2 separate regions of the Gossypium hirsutum genome follow, and region 1 is linked to region 2. A link is a contact called in public Hi-C data. All regions are on one chromosome and are shown on one strand. Each heading gives the region's core, a stretch centred on a gene start, on an enhancer-like site or on the middle of the called end of the contact. The rest is flanking DNA. Distances are from core to core; before and after follow the strand shown. Region 1 holds the start of LOC107950900. Region 2 holds the start of LOC107902730.

Evidence for each region. A called contact is a pair of places that touch in the nucleus more often than the background predicts.
Region 1: a contact with region 2 is called in a Hi-C map of leaf, with 2.0 times the contacts expected there. The contact joins the promoter of LOC107950900 here to the promoter of LOC107902730 in region 2. A contact is called at or near these places in 3 of 34 Hi-C or Micro-C datasets (leaf and seedling).

Annotation. Positions count from the first base shown.
Region 1 is chrA08:11,282,947-11,285,646 of Gossypium_hirsutum_v2.1, forward strand. LOC107950900 reads left to right here and starts at 1,440. Exons shown (of 16, transcript XR_001698261.2): 1 at 1,440-1,628; 2 at 1,786-1,863; 3 at 2,233-2,316; 4 at 2,424-2,597.
Region 2 is chrA08:10,974,358-10,977,057 of Gossypium_hirsutum_v2.1, forward strand. LOC107902730 reads left to right here and starts at 1,439. Exons shown (of 4, transcript XM_016828995.2): 1 at 1,439-1,667; 2 at 2,217-2,661. The coding sequence starts at 2,260. It overlaps LOC107902956 (a long non-coding RNA gene), which reads right to left and starts at 248. Exons shown (of 3, transcript XR_001685665.2): 1 at 1-248.

The sequences.
Region 1 (2,700 bases), core at 190-2,689, 310 kb after region 2:
AAATTAGTACCGCATCCATGATTGCAATAGTAAAATCCAACTACCAATTTTGATTTTTCCTAGTTGTGTCGCTCGACATATCTCTCGGTACAATGTTACCAACACGACAAACCTCCAACTGAAGTTTCAACAACCATCTTAGATGGACGAGTGTTCATGACTTGTCCGGCATTAGGATACCCTTGATGATCTGAAGGATGTACGTCCAAGTGTGTCATTCTCTTTTGACTTCAGTCGAATCCTCATCCAGCGCGGCGAAAGTTGTTCTTATCCAAGCTATTTTGATCCGACCTCCGTAAATTGTTTCCGAAACTGAACCCAAAAGTTCACCACATATGCCTTGTCACTCACCAGACTAAACAGACCTGGTGACTACTGACCCATCTATGGTCAAACCCAACTGTAAATGCACGTCCTCTAGAGTGATAGTACACTCACCATATGGAAGATGAAATGTGTGCATCTCGGGTCTCCACCTCTCCACCAATGCGCCTACGAGTTTTGAGTCCAACTTACATCCCCGGCCTACAAGGGCCATGTGCCAAAACACTGGTTTCCCTTAAATATGTTCAATCGACGATGATGGAAGACTGAGTGGATTACGGATATAGCATTGAAAAATTCGATATTTCGCCTATTTACGTAAAAAATCAAAATATTAAGTTAATATATAACAATGAAATAAAAAATTAAACAAAAATTGAAATTTATTAAAATTTATTCTTACCATTTGCAATTGAATGACGAAAATGTACTTGTCATCATGATTGATTAGAGAATCGACCATTGCTAATTATATAGAACACGAATTAATTTAAAAAATATATTTTCAGAAAATATTAATAAAAAATCTAATAGAAAATATAATTTAGATTTTTGAAAAAAAATTGAAAATTTGAAAGAATTTTGAGAGTGGTTTGAGAAATTGAGAGAATTTTATGAGAAATGAGTAAGGGTGGGGGTTTTATAGTTTTTTTTTTACCATTGGAGAGGGGACAACAGCTATTTAAAATAGTCGTTGGAAAAGTATCCATTGAGGGGAAAACACTTCCAAAATAGTCGTTGGAAAAGTATCCATTGAGGGGAAAACGCTTCCAACTAGAAGTGTTTGGAAGCGTTTTACTAGTGACACACAAAAAGTACTTCCGGCTGAAATCGTTTTTCTAGATTTCACCTAAAAATACTTTCAGTCCTAAATCGGTCTATACCCATAAATATTTCAAAAATCAGCTTATTCTAGTAATTTTAAAAAAAATCAGCATTTTTTTAGTAATTTAATCAGAAGTCATGATTCGGCCCATTGATGTGTATTCTTTGGAAAGAAAGGGCCATCGAAAGTCTATGATAGACCTAGACCTGCTTTTTACAATCAAATGAAACTTAAGAAAGCCTTGTTGGGACTCTCTCAGGCCTCAACGCTCCAATGGTTCACTTCTCACTCAAATAAAATCCAAAGGCCGAACTACGAAATTCTTCAGGCTGAAAAGCTTTTTTTTTTTTTAACGTGAAAAGCTTGTTACAAATTAGTGAAAAAATAAATGGAAGACTCTGTACGACTCCAGAGCTTCGATCAACTCCCATCAGCTGCACAGTTCGCCTCTCAGATTGAATCTCGAAATGTTCCCGCCGTAATTTTTCTGTTTTCTCAACTTTTTGTTTCTTTTTTCCCTTTCTCTGTTCGTTTTTCGAGAAAAATTGGTCCGAACTTTTTTTTTCCTTTTGCTAATTTATATAAGCGGTAGTTGCTTCAATCTTAGTTCATTGATTTTTATTTCGTTTTGAAAGGTGTTCGTTGGATGCGTTAAGGACTGGAAAGCCGTTTCCAAGTGGAATCCTTCTAATGGAGGCCTCGGTTATCTGGAGGTTTGCTTATCCTTTTATAATTACTACAATTTTTATGCTCGCTTTTCGAGTCAAAATATTTTAAGTTGCTGGATTTTTAGTAAAATGGATAACGTTTTGGAAGTAAATAATATTTTTGTATATAATGTTGAAAGACATAATTATGCATTGAGTTTCAAATCTAGAAAAGTAGCACTAGTTTTACATTTGTTTTATTTACATCTGTGATAGTCTATTCAATAAGTTAATTAATAGGCAAGAGCTTGAATTAGTGCGTTATACATGTTGGATATGGTTTCTAGAGTTACATTTTTTTAGTGGAATTGTGCATTTTATATATTCAATTAAAGTATTTATTTTAGTATTTTTCTTGTTTGAGTATAACTTTAGGAACGGGTAGGATCATTCATGGTGGAGGCTATGTTATCTCAAACTGCACCGGTGTTTTACGGTGATCTTAGAAGCCATGAGAGGGTAATTCACTAATTCTCATGTTCTTCATACACTGAGGCTTGTGATACATTTTCTCTCTTGGGTGGATGCGAGAATTGTGATCAATTTGGTTTTGCATTTGTTTACAGGTTCCATTACCATTTTCCACTTTTATTGCCTTTTGTAAATGGCATAGGCAAAATGTCGGTAATTCTTGCAGTATTAATTCTAATTCACAAGGGCATCAACTTGAAGAATCTGACACAGAGCAAGGCTGTTCACCATTTGTAGATGCTGCTCCAAAACAAATCTACCTAGCACAGGTCGCTACTCAAAGTTCTGTGATCACTGACGTCTCTGTTAACATTTTTTTCTGCTTTTGCTTTGTTTATTTAATATGTTGAGACCAGATGGATTTCACTTTTC
Region 2 (2,700 bases), core at 189-2,688:
ATTATCGGTCACAACTTAGCTAGAGAAGCGATGAAAGGAGAATCGTGAGCATACCTGATCGGAATAGTCCCTGAGCAACGAACATTGGAGGTGGATCAACGGAGAATGAGGGAACCTGACTGAGGGTTGTTTGATAGGGGGTCTATGCATAGAAGGAAAACAGGAAAGTGGGATTTTGGAAACCGCTTTTCTGGGACTGGAATCGGTGCATTAATTGTGGAAATGCTAATTGGACTCCAACTGTTATCAGATTGGAAGTTTATTTTAATTTTCTGTTTAATTTTAATTTGTCTATTTCTTTGGTAATAATTTTAAGGTTTTACCATTATTGGGTTTTGTTTTCATTTTTTGGTGGGCCTGTGAATTTTGTTAGCCCATTCCTATCTTTTCTTTCATTAATATACTAGTCTATTTTGCAAAAAGTAAAAAAGATATGTGCAATCTCTAAAATAGTAATAAAATTAACAATAAAATAAAATTTATACAATATTCAAATAATAACAAAAAAATAGTAGCAACATAATTGTGAAATTGTAACAAAATAGTGAAAAAGCCAACAATAAAATAGCAATAAAATAATAAAAAATAGAAAAATAAATGCAATTTTTTTTTTGCATATTCAGGCCGAGCTCAGGCCAAAAAAGCCTTACTCGAGACCCAAAATCCTCTCATTTTTCGAACGGGCCTTCAGACTAGGCTAGATGGCCTGGCTCATGAATAGGTTGACATGTAAGTTATCACGCCAACAATGTTAAAATTTAATGTTTTAATCATCATTTCTTTTAGAAAAAAACGATACGACTATTTTTGAAAAGTTGATGGCTAAATTTAGCTTTTAAAAAGTAAGAGTAACTTGAAAAAAATATAAACATTAAGAATTAAATTTATTATTATATCATTTTTTATTTTGTAAATCGAATATCGGTTGAAATATATTTAAATTATAATAAGTTAAATTTAATAAAATTAAACGGGATTAAAAATAATATTTAGATTTTTTTAATTAGCTATTTAGCCCTACTTACGGGCACATGTAAAATTTAAGAAGGGGTAATTTCATTTTATTTAGAGATGGAATTTCAAAATCTTCAAAACCATGGAAAAGATATGATAAGGGCATTTGTTATTTTATGTTACGGTTACAGCTTACGTCATACATATGCAACATAGTCCAAAATGCCCTTATGGGAAATGACCTTATTGTCAAGCTTTGAAGTAATTTTTAACTATAAACTATTTCTAAGTTTAAAGACAAGAAGCTAGTTATGTAGCATTAATTTCAAATAACAAGGATTTTTTTAAAAAAATATAATATAATCAAAATCCAAATAATCATGACGGAATTTATGCTTAATCATGATTCTGTATTCTTTGATTTTGTACAGGAACTAAAGACCTGTTTTTTTAATGGTCTCATAAGGCACGTCGATTCTGAGGTTGTAATGAAATCAATGGTCCAACATGGCAAAGATTTTGTCTAAAACTATGAATTATCCCCATCATTTATTTCTTCAAAAATGAGTTAATCTTTGATTAGTAGGGTTTTTTTTTTACTTAAATAATAATCAAAAGAGAGCGCAAAATAAACCAATTTTGCGTAAGGATGTGGTCATGACCGCAACTAAACTGCGTCCTGTTCGTTTTCATTTCTTCACTTTTACTCTCAGGTCAGTCCCATTCAATTAATTAAAAGTTTTCAATTGAATTGAATTGGAATTCCTTCTCAATTTCTAATTTTGTTTTTGTTTTTGTCTTATTATAGTTCATAATTTTAGGATGTTTAATTCTGGGTAAGTGCTAGTTTTTTAATTATTTCAGTTTCTTTTTTCTGGGTGTTTTTGAGGATTGCAAAACCATGGGTTGATTGATGTTTTTGAAAACTGTTGGCTGAATGAGTTCATTTGAGTTTGGTTGCAGAATGTTCCCTGTTTGTAGCATCAATCTTATTTTTTCTAATTAGATTTGATTATATCTCTATATAAACTAGCTTCATGGAGTTCTTGAAGATTACAATTTTCTTATTTTGCAATTGAATGTTTTGGGAATTAGACCCCCAAAACGGGATAAAACTCTCTCCACTGTTTTCTTTCCATTCACAAGATTCGATCTCAAAATTTTGCTTGGCATTGAGCTCCTTTCCACTCAACTCAGGATCACTTTTAGATCTCTTTTAGCAATCACAATATCAGTGGTATTAATTTTGTTTTATATTTCAGTCTTGTTTTTCGGGATCAAGCATAATAAGAGTTCAAAAGAAAAATGAAGTTCAGAAAAGGGAACTTGGTGGAGGTTTTGAGAAGAGAAGATGATCCATGTGGTTCCTGGTTTACTGGTAATATTCTTTCAGCAGATGGTGACTACTATATTGTTAGGTACAAACTGTTTACAGACTGTGAAGGAAGAAGGGTGGTGGAGACGGTGAAAGGGAAGGACGTTAGACCATTGCCTCCATATGTAAACCGGAAGAATTGGGCAGTCGGGGATGTAGCTGAGGTGTTCGATATCCAGTGTTGGAGGATAGGAAAGGTTGCAAAGGTGTTAAAGAACAATGATTCATTTGTCATTAAGTTGTTTGGGTCCATCCTACTTAAAGAATTCCATGTGTCAAGTTTAAGGGTTAGGCAGGCTTGGCATGGTAACAAATGGATGGTGGTTGGGAAGGTAAATGCACCTTGCATTCATCGTGCTTTGGACCTAAAT